Linked DNA regions of Mus musculus: region 2 is linked to region 1. The links are chromatin contacts, called in public HiChIP or PLAC-seq maps. All regions are on one chromosome and are shown on one strand. The core of a region is the stretch at or near the end of the contact, and the rest is flanking DNA. Distances in the headings are between cores, read along the strand shown.

Region 1 (6,373 bases), core at 1,692-4,191:
GGTGGGGGTGGGGGGCTTCCAAACAATTCTTCTCACGATCCCTGTGTTAAACGTAAACGTTGAGTTCAGTTGTCTGACCCCGCTGCCTCAAACATATCTTAAGAGTTCTATGTTTGGATCTATGCAGAAACACATTGCTTAGTGCCAGCACTCTTCACCTCCAGCTAATGTAACCTTCCTGGTCCTTTAAAGCCCCACTTTGTTGGTGATGTTCCTCCTGACCAGGCCACCTGGGAAGCCATGACTTATTTTTTTCATAATGTCCTTAGTATTTGCTGGTAGACCTCAGAGAGAAGCTGTGCCTTGGTTGTCTCTAACAAGTCAGCCCCCTCATCTACAAGCATACCCTGTGTCTAACATTCTTGGATTCCCTACAACGCCCAAAATGTACTCCAGACCTTGGTCCTACCAGCTTGCTGATTCCAGTTGCTTTGTGAAAACCCACTCATCCCTTCTCCCACTCCCTTGCAATTTTATTCCAGTTCCTGGAATTTCATAATAACAGAGAAGAATCCAGAAAGCTGACACCAGCCATTTCCTCTAAACAAACCCATGTTTTCACATGACACACCATGGAGTGCTCAGTAAAGGAAACACTGTATTCGGCTGCTATTGAACACATTCCGAGAAACAATAACAACTCTAAAACAACAGTAGTTTATTTTGTGCTTACTAACTGAGTACATGGATCTCCTTATTTGATCCTCAGCAAAGCAACAAGGTAGCTATTTCTATCTCCCCAGCTTTACTGACAAGTGAACAGAGATTCAAGGAAAACCATTTACCTCCAGATTCCAAGCTGCAATGCAGAATTTAAATCTTCCTTCTGCTGCTCCCAGGTCTGAGCTGACATATAGGGTTGGCCAGGCCTGATTAACATTCGTATTTCAAGCACACACTTAGGAAAGGCACTCTGTGTGTGTGTGTGTGTGTGTGTGTGTGTGTGTGTGTATGTGTGTGTGTGTATGTGTGTGTGTGTGTATGTGTGTGTGTATGTGTGTGTGTGTATGTGTGTGTGTGTATGTGTGTGTATGTGTGTGTGTATGTGTGTGTGTGTGTATGTGTGTGTGTATGTGTGTGTATGCGTGTGTGTGTGTGTATGTGTGTGTGTGTATGTGTATGTGTGTATGTGTGTGTGTGTGTGTGTGTGTGTGTATGTGTGTGTGTATGTGTGTGTGTGTGTGTGTGTGTATGTGTGTGTGTGTGTATGTGTGTGTGTGTGTGTGTGTGTGTGTGTGTGTGTGTGTGTATGCTCACGTGTGCGCTACAAGAAGAGAGTTTGAGAAGACTGCTAATGTGCACATAGGCCTCATCTTCAAAACTTGCCTGCCAGAGAGTAGTTAACAGGTCTTCTCCTTCCAATTATGTGATCAAGCCGCTTCCAATTCTAAGAATTTGGGGAATGGAGAAAGGAAGATGCCAACCCTGGAAAAGAATGAGCTAGCCAAGGTAGACCATGAGCATCCCGGTAAGAGATGGAGACCAGAGTCCAAGTATGTCAGGGGTCTGGGAAGCTACCACTGTTTTTACAAGCCAGGTAGGTAAGCTCCAATCTGCCTGTAGAAGGATGCCTTGCCTTGAAGAACAGTGAACTTGATCTTTAACATGGATGGAGGAGGCCAGGTCATGATCTTGGGATATTTATCAACCATGCCACGTTGATCTTTCGACAAGACATTTATTAAGAAAAACAAAAATAAAAACAAACAAACAAAACAAAATAAAACAAAATACAAAACTTTTTTTTTCTGAATTTTGGTGGGCTCTGACCTGCAGTTTTCACTTCCAAAATAACTTGACTTTTCTAAAGTGGTAATTTCATTTTCATGATAATACTAAACTGAAGCCACATGATCTCTAATTGGAAGCAGGTCTTGGGCCGTTGCTTTGCCAAGAAACAGTAAGAAACATGCTTATTCTACTTCTTTGCTTGAGGCACTCAGCAGTTTTGAATGCCTGGGCAGAATACAGTTTTAAAATAAAGCCAATCTCTAAGAGATGGAGGAAGGGTTAGAAACGAGAGAAGGGACTTTTTTTTCCCCCAAAGGGAGGAAAATAATACTCTTTATTTTTTGTATGTTTTAACTGTCCAATCCATCTCTGTCAGCCTTTGGAATGGGTTTAATTGGGAATCATCACTGTGCCTTGGGGTTTGGGGTGTGAGTGTGGCTGATAATTCTGTTTTCAAGCTGGCATAACCCTCTGCTTCCACCAGGGACACCTTGGGATGACGTCATGAGGGAGATGGAGAAAAGCCCTTCAATATCTTTCCGGCTCCTCTTCAGTCAGTGAAATTCACTGTGTCCCTGGGAGCAACTTGTGCTAAGAAATCCTTCCTCAGAATTATTTTGGCTATTCTGTGATTTTTGTTTTTCCCTGATTCTAAGCCACCCACCAACCAAAAGCATACACAGGCTGTTCCGACGCCCCACTCTTCCCCCCTGCGCCCACCACATGGCATATATGCAGTAGACTGCCTGGCCACAGTGAGGGAAGATGAGCTTGGTCCTGTAGAGACTTGACAGCCCAGCGGTGGGGAATGGCGGCACTCTATCAGAGGGAGAAGGGGTGGGGAAATGGGATGGGAAAGCAGGGAGAGGCAACATTTGAGATGTAAATAAATAACATAATTAAAAGCAAAAAAGAAAAGACTCCTCAGCAACCACAGGGGCAGGGACACTGTTTTGAAATCTTTCCTGGAGGGAGGCAAGAACGTCCTTCAGGTTTAGAAAGCAGCAGAGGAAACTGTCCCCCAGGAAGGCCTCAGAAAATCCTGACACGAAGGAAATATTTTAATGACTTTTCAAATAAGAAACTAAACAAATCGCTCTCTGAAAGACTGCATTATATAACAGATGAAGCACACATCAGGACTTTCTGACGGGAGCCACAGCTGTTTGCTAAACGCAGCAAGCATTCAGTGATCACGAGATGCTACCCTAGACTCTGCCCCCAGCTTCCGGAGAAGCCACCATTTTAGACAAATTGGCTGGAGGGGACTTTGGGTTCTGTGGCTCTTAACATTCTTCTAAGTGCTGCCCTGAGATTTGCTGAATGTCAGCCTCAGGGGGCTGGATTCCTGGCCTGTTGGCAATATCCCTGCCCTGGCTGTCCCTTCCCTGGCACTCACGGCCTTTGCTGCCAGAGGGCGATGGTAGGAAGACCTGGACATGCTGCATGTGTCTATGTGCACATGCGTGCGTGCGTGTGTGTACACGTGCATGACACATGTGCATATTTGCATACACATGTGTATGCAGATACATGTACTCTTGTAGCAGTCAGAGGACATGCCATTCTTCAAGTTTCTTCTACCTTTTTGGAAACAAGGTCTCGCTCCAAGCCTGAAGTTCCAAAATAGACTTAGGCTGAGTGGCCACTGAATGAACCCCAGAGATCCTCCTGTATCTGTCTTCCCATATCTGTCTTGTTTTTTTTTTTCTTACATAGTCTTTGAGAACGAGCTTGGATCTTCCTGCCCATAAAGCAAGCATTGAGTCACATCCCCAAGCCTGGGAAAGCAGTAAGCAAAGGATACAGACTGGAACAATAAAAGGGGAAGCGTTGGACTAAGAGCGAATTCTAGATTTCAGCATTGACTGTCGCCTGTTTAAAAAACCCACAGCACCCCACGTTCCAAAGGGGTAGCTCAGAGGTCAGATTGAAGGAGAAAGTCTTCCGGGGCAATGGCTGGAAACACAGCCACAGACCTCTAGATAGATGTGAGTCAGCCACTTCCCCAAACACGACTTTCAAATAAATATCACATTATGTCTTCCCTGTACTTTTTGCTACATTTTCCTACCACGGTCGTCAGCGTTTTTAATTTAAACCCTACTGTGTTGCACACCCACTGAAGTTTCCACGGATGATGTGCAGGTGGTAAAGGTTCTTTGGGGACATCTGCTCTCTCCTGCTGTCCCCAGGGACCTCTGAGCTCTGCAGTCCTAAGAAGCTAGAACATCTGGTGCATGTCAGCATGTCTTCACAAATTCAGCCAGTCATCTGGGTGTTTTGTCTATGTGGTGCCAAACATCTGGGTTGACATTTAAAAAAAAAAAACAGGCTTACTAGATGTTTCAGCATTGTGTAGACAGGAATCCAATTTTTAATAGTTATTTCTCTACTCACCCAAGGTTCTCGGTCAGCCTTCAAATTCAGTGGAGGAGAAAGTTGACAAAGGCTGGTGTGTTTTTCCCCTGGTGGACTTTCTAATAAACCTATGTTCATATAATTATTGCAAACGGGACAATTTTCTTTACTTCCCTTTCGGGTATCTATGTGACATTAAATTATCAGTTCGATTGCTCTACTGTTTTGGAGACATCCACACCATTCCTAAATCAGTGGTTTGACTACTTTGCCTACTCTCTGAGAAATTAAATTGACCAAAATAATATGGTATGTTGATCTTAAATGTTCCAAATTCATCTTAAAAGAACTGGAATTTTAATGCTTTTAGCAAAAGTTTATGACATGGCTCTTTTTAAAAATGTGTCTGTGTACACACCAGCACGCACATGTGTTAGCAGGTGAGCATGGGCACATGTCTCATGTGTGCAGAAACCAGCAGATTGCATCAGGTCCCCCAAAGCTAGAGTTATGGGCAGTTGTGAGCACTCTTCCAAATGGGTGGGCACTCTCAATGGTGGAATCATCTCTCTAAGCCCCTAGCATCATTCTAGAAAATGATTTAGAGGCATTGGTTTGCTTCTGAGTCTTCACAGATCTTTTCAAGGAAGATTGGAAGGTCCTGGAGGTTAGGTATAAATTTTAAAAACATCAAATATCTAATTAATATTCTGTGGCAATACAGCAGGAGGAATTGATGGCTTTTCTTGATTTGCTTGTCTCACATTGTTTATCTCTCTCTAGTTGGTTCTAAGTTGTAAGCAAATAAAGATACGCCAGCTGACCCAGCTTCTTCAAATAGTAGGAAAAGCTGCTCACTTCTAAGTTTGCTTTATGTTTATATGTGGAGGGGTGTGTTCATGCTCCTATGATTACACACACATGTACAGGTCTGCATCCACCATCGTGCTTGTTGATGTGGAAGCCAAAGAACAACGTCGAATGTCTTTCTTTGGGAAAACTGTCCATCTAACTTTTGAGACAGGGACTAGTATTACCCTAGAGCTAGACATCAGGATAGGCTGGCTGCCCAATGATACCATATCCAGGAGGGGTCCAGATGTTTCCAGATTTTGAGCATTGGGATTATAACTATGTGCTGACATGCTCAGCTTTTTAATATTTGTTCTAAGGCTTGAACTCAGGCCATCATGTTTTTGAGTCTACTAAATATACTGCTGACTAAGCCACTCACCTCCCCAACACTTTTTATTTTGAAAGATTATCATATAGCTCAGGTTGTCCTTGAACTTACTACATAGCTGAGAGTGACCCTAAACTTTGGATCTTTTTGCCTAAACTTTCAAGTGCTGGGGTTAAAGGTGTGTCACTGTAAGTGTTTTTACTTGGTGGTAGGCATCACATCTGGGGCTAGCACTCTACCAATGAAGCTATGTTCTTAACCCCTAATTATGGGATTTGTCTCTCTCTCTGTCTCTCTTTCTCTGTCTTTCTCTGTATCTCTGTCTCTCTCTGTGCATGCGCACACATGAGAAACATGACAGACGAATAGAGGTCAGAAGACAACTTTCTGAAGTTGTTTCTCTCCTTTCCATGTGTGAATTCTAAGGACCAAACTCAGGTCCCAGGCTTAGTGGCAAGTGCTTTAACCATCTCCCCTCAACTATCTCTAATTGTTCCCATTTTTAAAAAGGATCACTGTCTTACTTGGATTTCTATTACTGTGAAGAGATACCATGACTGAGGCAATTACGGGAGAAAGCATTTGACTGGGAGCTTACAGTTTCAGACAATTAGTCCATGAATATCATGGCTAGAAAACGTGGCAGCAGGCAGGCAGGCAAGGCACTGGAGAGGTCACTAAGAGCTTATATCTTATCAAAAAAAATCAAGAGAGAGGCAGAAAGAAAAATTGACTGGTTGTGCCATAGGTTTTGAAATCTCAAAGCCCACCCCAAGGGTATACCTTCTTGTTGTTTCTTGACAGGTTTGGGATCATAACAATGAGAAAAGCAATAAACAGTCCCCTAAACAACTTCTTTGAAACATAGTCTGGCAATTGGCAAGTGTTAAACACACACACACACACACACACACACACACACACACACACACTGTGACCCCACAGTCCCACTGTTGGGAGGGGCTGAAATGGGGCTCACAGGTTGAGGATCTGATCTCAGGTCCATTTCTGTCTCAGACTGGACTCAGTCAGCTCTTCAACCTGCAGGAGAATCAGGGTCCCGGTATTCAGGTGCACAAGGAGTTGGTGGAAAAATGA
Region 2 (7,139 bases), core at 338-2,837, 970 kb before region 1:
TCAGTGTAAGTCCTTAGGAGGCAGTCCTTGGTGCTCATTTCTCTACACTGGCAAGATGGATAGACTTGCTAACACCTAACATTATTCCCCCAGTATCTCCTTAGAGAAGTTTCTTCTGGCTACTGGCACGAAAACTTGTAGATTATAACTCAAAAGATTTGCTTTTTTTTTTTTTTACTTTTAATATTTTACATGAATTTTGAAAAATAGACATTTAAAGATTCATTTAATAAGGACATCAAACTTTGTGTAAAGCTTTGCATTTAGCTTAATATACTTGGATATGTTTGGAAATTGGAGGATGACCTATAGTAAGGTGACTTAGTAGCAGAGTGTGGTGGTCCAGGCTTGTGACCACAGCACTTGGGAAGCTGAGGCTTCAGCGACAGTGACAACAAAATGAACACAACAGTGTCGGCCAACAGTGGGTTGGACCTAGCAGAAATGTTTGCCTGACTATAGCCTACTAGGGACTAAAGGAAGGAGGAAGCATTCATTCATTCATTCATTCATTCATTCACCAGGTATTTGTCAAATGAGTATCCTGTGCCAGAAGCTTGGAGCTAGAACAATGGATAAAATAGGCTCTATTTCTGTTTTCTTGAGCATAACTCTCTTGAGGATGACAGATACCTTTTTGCTTTTTTGTGACAAGGCCTAGCTCTGAATTCCAGGCTGGTTTAGAACATACAGTCCTGAGTCTGGCTTGGAATGTGAAGTGATCCTCCCGCCTCACCTCCTGAGTGCTGGGATTACAGGTATGAGTTGCTGTATGACGTCTGGTGAAAATCCAAATATGTATCAAGTGTCGGAGATGCGTGATAGTTACAGCAGAGCTCTTGCTGTTGACATTCGTTAGGGCATACTAGACGTGCACAGGGAAAGAAGTGTCATGAATTTTAGATTCTATTAAAGAGGGCAACATCAGTGTGGCTAAAAAGATCACTCTGAAGAGGTGTAGCACCAGGTAGCACTTGGTTGCTATTTTAGAAAGCCAGGGCCTAGTCAGATCCAGGAAAGGCCATCCCACCAGGATGGATTGCCAGCCCCATGCTGCTACTGTATGTTTGGAGGAGCAAGCAGAGGACAGTGTGGCTTCGGTGTCAGGAGTGGCGTTAGCACAGGCCTGACCATATGGACCCACATGGGAGGGAATTGGGCTTTTATTTTAAATTGTGGAAGTCATGAGAATACTCTTAAGAAGAGGAGTGACAGGTCAGCCATGGGAGTAGGTTCATTGCTGTGGCCATACTGTGGAATGTCTTGCCTGGGTGGAGGACAGGAAGCCAGTTCCTCTAGGAGCCTTGATGCAGTAGTGGAAACTTGAGGGTCCTTTGGAAAGTCGGTTGGATAGTGTTTTGCTGGGGCAAACACATGAAGGAACGTTTCGTTAAAGTGGGCACAGGTGTGAAAGTCTAAGGCAGACTCAGGAAGGAACGTTTCGCTGTAGCAGACACAGGGGAGGATGCTTTGCTAAAGCAAGGACAGGTGATGAAGGACTCTTTGCTAAGGACACTGTGTATTGGCTCGGCTTATATTGCGTGGTTGAGCTGCATGTCTCAGGACTCCATAGAGAGCAACACTCCAAAAACCTTGTGGTGTGCTGCAGTTGGTTGCCGCTTCCAAGGACTAGGGCTGATTGCACTCACATGCTGAGGCAAGGCACATGAAGGATGTGATGTTTGGAGGGTATAAATAGGACTCCACGGAGTGATAGAGACAGAGCTTGGCTTGCTGGTACAGCTAGCTGTGCAATGATTGTGGGCCTCACGTCTTCCCTGATGAGAAATGCACAGCCAAGAACTCCTGGTATTTCTGTTGGTCCCTCCTGCTGACTTGAGCTGAGGCTGGGGCCTGGCTGTCTCTGCCAGGTTGTGTCACTTACTGTTGCTAACCCAACTCTACTGAACTGGACTGCTGGTGTATCTGTGAAGTGTTTGTGAGTGGAACGAGCTGCCGCTGCCTGCTAACCTGTGAACTGAACTGCCAATTTCCAGACAACACAGGAGTTGGCTCCAAAGAACCTTTCTAAACAGGTCCCATTTCCCTTGTATCCTTTCTTTTCCACTACCTCTGGTGGGTGATGGGTTACAAGGAAGGTTAAAGTGTTTAATAACCATCATTAAAAATAGGAATGGAAAAAATTAAAGTTACAAGCTGCCTGGGTGAGGACATGGATGCAGACCCATTGGGGCCTTAATGGTTAGCGCAGGAATGGACCATAAGTAAGCCTCTATTTTTCTGTTATCTAGTCATTTAGCTTTCCCATTTCTGGTAAGTTCTTATGGGCTTTTAAGGAAATATTTGATATCTTTGTATAGTGATGATTTTTAAATTTTGTTGCAGGTTGGTTCAGATGTCTAGAACTCTGTTAAATGATAACAGACAGTCTTGTTCTATTACTGTTTTTTTTTTTTTTAAAGATTTATTTATTTATTACATGTAAGTACACTGTAGCTGTCTTCAGACACACCAGAAGAGGGCGTCAGATTTCGTTACAGATGGTTGTGAGCCACCATGTGGTTGCTGGGATTTGAACTCTGGACCTTTGGAAGAACAGTCGGGTGCTCTTACCCACTGAGCCATCTCACCAGCCCTCTATTACTGTTTTTTAAGTTGGCTTTTTGACATAGACCTCTAGAAAGGTAGTCTTCATCGTTTCTGAGTTTTATAGGAGGTTGAGTTAGGAGTCTGTTGGAGTCTTTCCTAAGGCTGTTTGAAACCATCTCTCTTGGAACCAGTTACATTCATTTAAAACATTCATAGTTCATTTGTGTTTTATGTAGACTTTAAAGTATACGGGCTAAATAGTTGTTTAATAAAGACTCATTGTCATTACAATGTAGGCAGATGCACTCACAGCCTAAAAGAATCGCCAAGACTTGCAGCTTCAACACCAGCATGCAGAACCACTTTCGCTGGTCAGTAGGTCTGCCGTCATCCTTCCTCAGTATCCTGGCAAGATGGAGGCTTCTGACATCCAATGCAGGCATGTGTCAAGTGGTAGAGTTTCTTAGAAACCTGGTATCTGGGGCAGAAATTAAATGTGTGTGAGCCAGTGTACCAGCATGCATAAGAGTCTCTTCAAAGCATTAGGAGTCACAGTGGGTTAGTGCCTATCAAGGCAATCCACAATGTCCAGATGGCAGGCATGTGGCTTGGGACTACCTTCCTAGGATGCTTTTCTCCCAAGGTGCAGTTGCCCTGTTGGTGGTTTAGAGAATGCCTTTCTTCTGTTATTTGAGAGCTTTGCATCTGTACAAGAGCACACTAGGTCTTAGGCCTGTTTGACCACCGATAGCTTGTGGGCTTTTGGTAGCTGAGCTGAGTGTGAGCCAGCTGTGTAAAGCAGGGATCTGATTTGTCCCTGGAGCAGCAGAAAGACTGCCTGTGAGATCTAGTTCAGAGCCTTGTGTAGAAGTCCTTCTGTTATTCACACACACACACACTCACTCTCTCTCTCTCTCTCTCTCTCTCTCTGAAAAGTTCTTTGCTTCTGGAAATGTACACAGTTGCTAACAGAAATCTCTTCAGTCAGTGTTGCTCCTTGGAAGAGGTTTACTCGGCTCTGCGTCATGTGTCTGGTATCCGATGGGCCTGTTTTCTTCAGAAAACTTGTGTTTTGGTTTATTGTGGCTTTGTTTTAAAATGTTTCTCTCATTTAATGTTATTCCCCCCAACCCCCAACATTCAGAGTAAGGGATTCAGTTTGTTTGAATGAAATGCAGTGTTGAAGGCGTTGGTTTTCTCTGAATGGTGTGACTATTCCGGCCATTTGCGTGTGTGCCGTAGCCTTGTTTCATAAATACTATATCACAGTTTCAAAATGTGGTTCAACAATTAATACTATTTAAATAGTTCTATGTTGCTAGCTTTAAAAATGTTATGTTGTTATTTGTGTGACTTTGCATTCTGTAAAGAAAGTATGACTTGTGTAATTTTTGCTTTAGAATGTATTGAGAGTTTGGGACCTATAATCTTTAAGAAGTGTTCTGGGGCCCTTTATTTCTTCAAGACCTTTTTCTTGTTTTTACATTATTGTGTGTGTATTTGTTTCTCAGATGCCTTAAGGCTTCAAAATCTATATATCCAGCAAGGAGTATTATGTCTTGAGGAATTATCTCCCAACCATTATATATTTAGCTGCTGATATTCTTTTTTTTCTGAAATCTTCGGTTATTTTATGATTAGCATTTGTGCAGTCCCCTAGTAGCGCACCACAAAAGCCACTGTGTCACAAAAACTGCCAAGAGCGGCACCAGGCACCTCCTTCTCTCCCAAGCCCGTGGCCGCTTCAGTCAAATGTCCCACAGGAGCTGACCAAAATGGCGGCTCCTGTCAAAGTGGCAGTATCACCGCATCTCAGCCCACAGCTGTCTCAGGAACTGCAGGAGCTGGCCACTCCTTTCCTGCCTCGACCTCCTGCCAGCGAGAGGAGCTATAGCCTTGTGCTGTAGGAGCTGTGCACAGTGGCAGCCCCACAGAGAGCACCTCAGTAAAAGCCAGCTGCACCCAGGAAGGACTTCCCACCCTAACCTGAGGGCCTGATGCGGGAAGCGGGCCAAAAAAAAGCCTGTATTTTCAGCTAGAGTTCTTAAATTGGTCTACCACATAACCGAGGGTGCTTGTTGGCCACTCTGGTCTCCAGTGGAGCAGGAAGGGCAGCGGGGTGCTTTCTCTGCCTCTCTCAGCTAGCAGGCTTTCACCACAGCGTCTGGCTCCTGAGTCTTCATTTGGTAAATGGGAAGTTGGGATTTTGTTTTTAAAACAAGTTTAAAAAAATTTTTTTTTAGAACAAACCCTAGTGATCTGCCTGCAGGATACATACTTAAGCCAACTTCAACTTTTTAAAAACTTTTAAATCTTTAAGAAGTGTATTAGTTCTTTAAGAGTTTCCTATACTTTCCATCCACTGCCTCTGCCTCTTACAGTCTTCACCCAGTCTTCTGTAATGGTCCCCGAGCCTTGGGAGGAGGGATCATGGTCTATGTGTTCCATTCAGTGCTGAGCCTTCTCCATTCTTTCTGTCCACCTTGGCCCAGCTGTAGGTCTCTGCTAATCAATCACCCTCTATTGCAATTAGACAAGGGATGAGAAGAGAATGCCAGGTGCATAACCCCTTTCCACATCTTTAAAAGGATGAAAGGATTGAGACAGGGAAGTGTTTCTGCTCTGATGGGAAGATATCTGGGGACTTAGAAGCCCAGGAAGCATACAGCTCTGAGAGGAGAAGGTACTCAGTGGAAGGGCATCCTGAGACATGGGCGCTCAGGAACCACACAGCTCTGAGAGGAAGCCTCCTCAGCAGTGGTGTTGTGGCTCCCAGGGGAGGGGATCCCCAGCTGAGCTGAGGTGCTCAGGACCCTCTGCCCTGCTTTGTCTCCCCTCCCCTCCCCTCCCCTCCCCTCCCCTCCCCTCGTCATTGCTTCTTTCTTTCTTGACTTCTGAGTCACACCATACATAAAATCTTTTTTTTTTTAAAGATTTATTTCTTATTATATGTAAGTACACTGTAGCTGTCTTCAGACACTCCAGAAGAGGGCATCAGATCTCATTACAGATGGTTGTGAGCCACCATGTGGTTGCTGGGATTTGAACTCAGGACCTCAGGACCTTTGGAAGAGCAGTTGGCGCTCTTAACCACTGAGCCATCTCGCCAGCCCACATAAAATCTTTTGAAAGAGATTATTTGTTGGTAAGTCCCAGGTGTGGAGGGACAAGTCCAGGGATGGCTGCCCTCTGCTCCCAGGAGCTGACAGCAGCAGATTGGACAGAGGGGCAGTGCTTGTTCAGGATTTCTGAGGGGGCGGGGCTTCTCAGGACAGTGATTTCCTGAGTGAGGATTGGTGGGGTTTTGTGGGAAGTTCAGGGGTTGGTGGGTTTTCCACTCTCCTGCAGCAGAGCTGTGCACTCTCACAGAGGCTGCTATGTCCTACAGATGAGTTCATCTCACTCTGCTCTACTGTTTATTGTTTTTATTATTATTTTTAAAAATGGCTTGGTGAAGATTGCATGCTGCTCTTGCAGAGAACCCAAGTTCCGTTCCCAGTATGCATTTGGGTGGCTCACGACGGCCTGCTGTAACTTGTGCTCCAGGGTATCAGCTCCTCTGGTTTCTACTGGCACCAACCAACACGCATGTGCAAACACCCACACATACATAATTTAAAACAATCAGGATAAATCTTTTAAATAAATGGTAGCTAAGGAGTCTTATTTTCTCAAGTTTAACTTCTGCTACAGTAAATAACAATAGGTATGACTCCAGAAACAGAAGTGGGTAAGTTTTCATCTCTTAAACTTGCCGGCTGGAGAGAACTGTCTCTGCCCAAGCAATCCATGGCTGTCGGTCCTCTTGATCAGCGGCATTTTGCGTTCCCACTCTCCTCATTCCACTCAGGGCTGTCTGCTGTGCCAGGGAAGGATGGCACTGGCTGAACCTTCTGCATCCAATGAGTCACTGTGCCCCCAACCTCCTGTGTGTGCCAAGTGTGTAGATACGTGTGTGCACATGCAGGTGGAGGCCGGAGACTGAAGTTGGATGTCTTCCTCAATCACCTCACCTTACTTTTTGAGACAGTCTAACTATGGGGGTTGTTAGGAACGGGGCAGCATTGAGTTTGACATCTTGGGGTGTCTACAACATGGGAAATCGAGAAGACCGCACAGTGGGGGTGTGTCTGCTTCGTGTACTTGGAAGTTGTGACTTGAACAGGAATGGTCTTCATAGGCTCATAGGTTTCAATTCTTGATCACCAGGGAATAGTACTATTTGAAAGGATTAGGAGGGGTGGCCTTGTTGGTGGAAGTGTGTCACTGTGGGTAGGCTTTGAGGGTTTCAGAAACCCAAGACAGGTCCAGTGGTTTTCTCTCTTCCTGTCCTCTGTAGATCTGGATGTAGAGCTCTCAGCTTCTTCTCCAGCCCCATGCCTGCCGGCATGCCGCCATGTTTCTGCCATGATGATAATGGACTAAATGTCTGAAACTGTAAGCCAGCTCCAATTAAATGCTTTCTTTTGTAAGAGTTAGTTGGTGATGGTGTCTCTTCACAGCAATAGAACACTGACTAAGGTGGAAGACTTTGCGGGTTCTGACCACTTCCTGGAGATCTGCTGATCACTAGTTGGAGTGGGAGAGTT

The links. HiChIP or PLAC-seq counts read pairs in DNA pulled down with a chosen protein or histone mark.
Region 2: an H3K27ac HiChIP or PLAC-seq map of SST interneurons shows a contact between it and region 1, with 12 times the contacts expected there. The contact joins two enhancer-like sites. A contact is called at or near these places in 2 of 484 Hi-C or Micro-C datasets (bone marrow-derived macrophages and nephron progenitors) and 4 of 115 datasets of contacts at active chromatin or transcription factors (SST interneurons, T-cell acute lymphoblastic leukemia, embryonic basal ganglia and 1 more).

What each region holds. Positions count from the first base shown.
Region 1 is chr17:44,416,394-44,422,766 of GRCm38.p6, reverse strand. No RefSeq gene overlaps it. Among named protein-coding and RNA genes, the nearest start is that of Runx2os3, 140 kb to the left of the region's middle. Within about 2 kb of position 2,941, at least 37 of the 459 cell types and tissues checked have an H3K27ac peak or open chromatin away from gene starts, as enhancers often do. A contact at or near this core is called in SST interneurons, where this site is marked.
Region 2 is chr17:45,384,634-45,391,772 of GRCm38.p6, reverse strand. No RefSeq gene overlaps it. Among named protein-coding and RNA genes, the nearest start is that of Cdc5l, 46 kb to the left of the region's middle. Within about 2 kb of position 1,587, at least 7 of the 459 cell types and tissues checked have an H3K27ac peak or open chromatin away from gene starts, as enhancers often do. A contact at or near this core is called in SST interneurons, where this site is marked.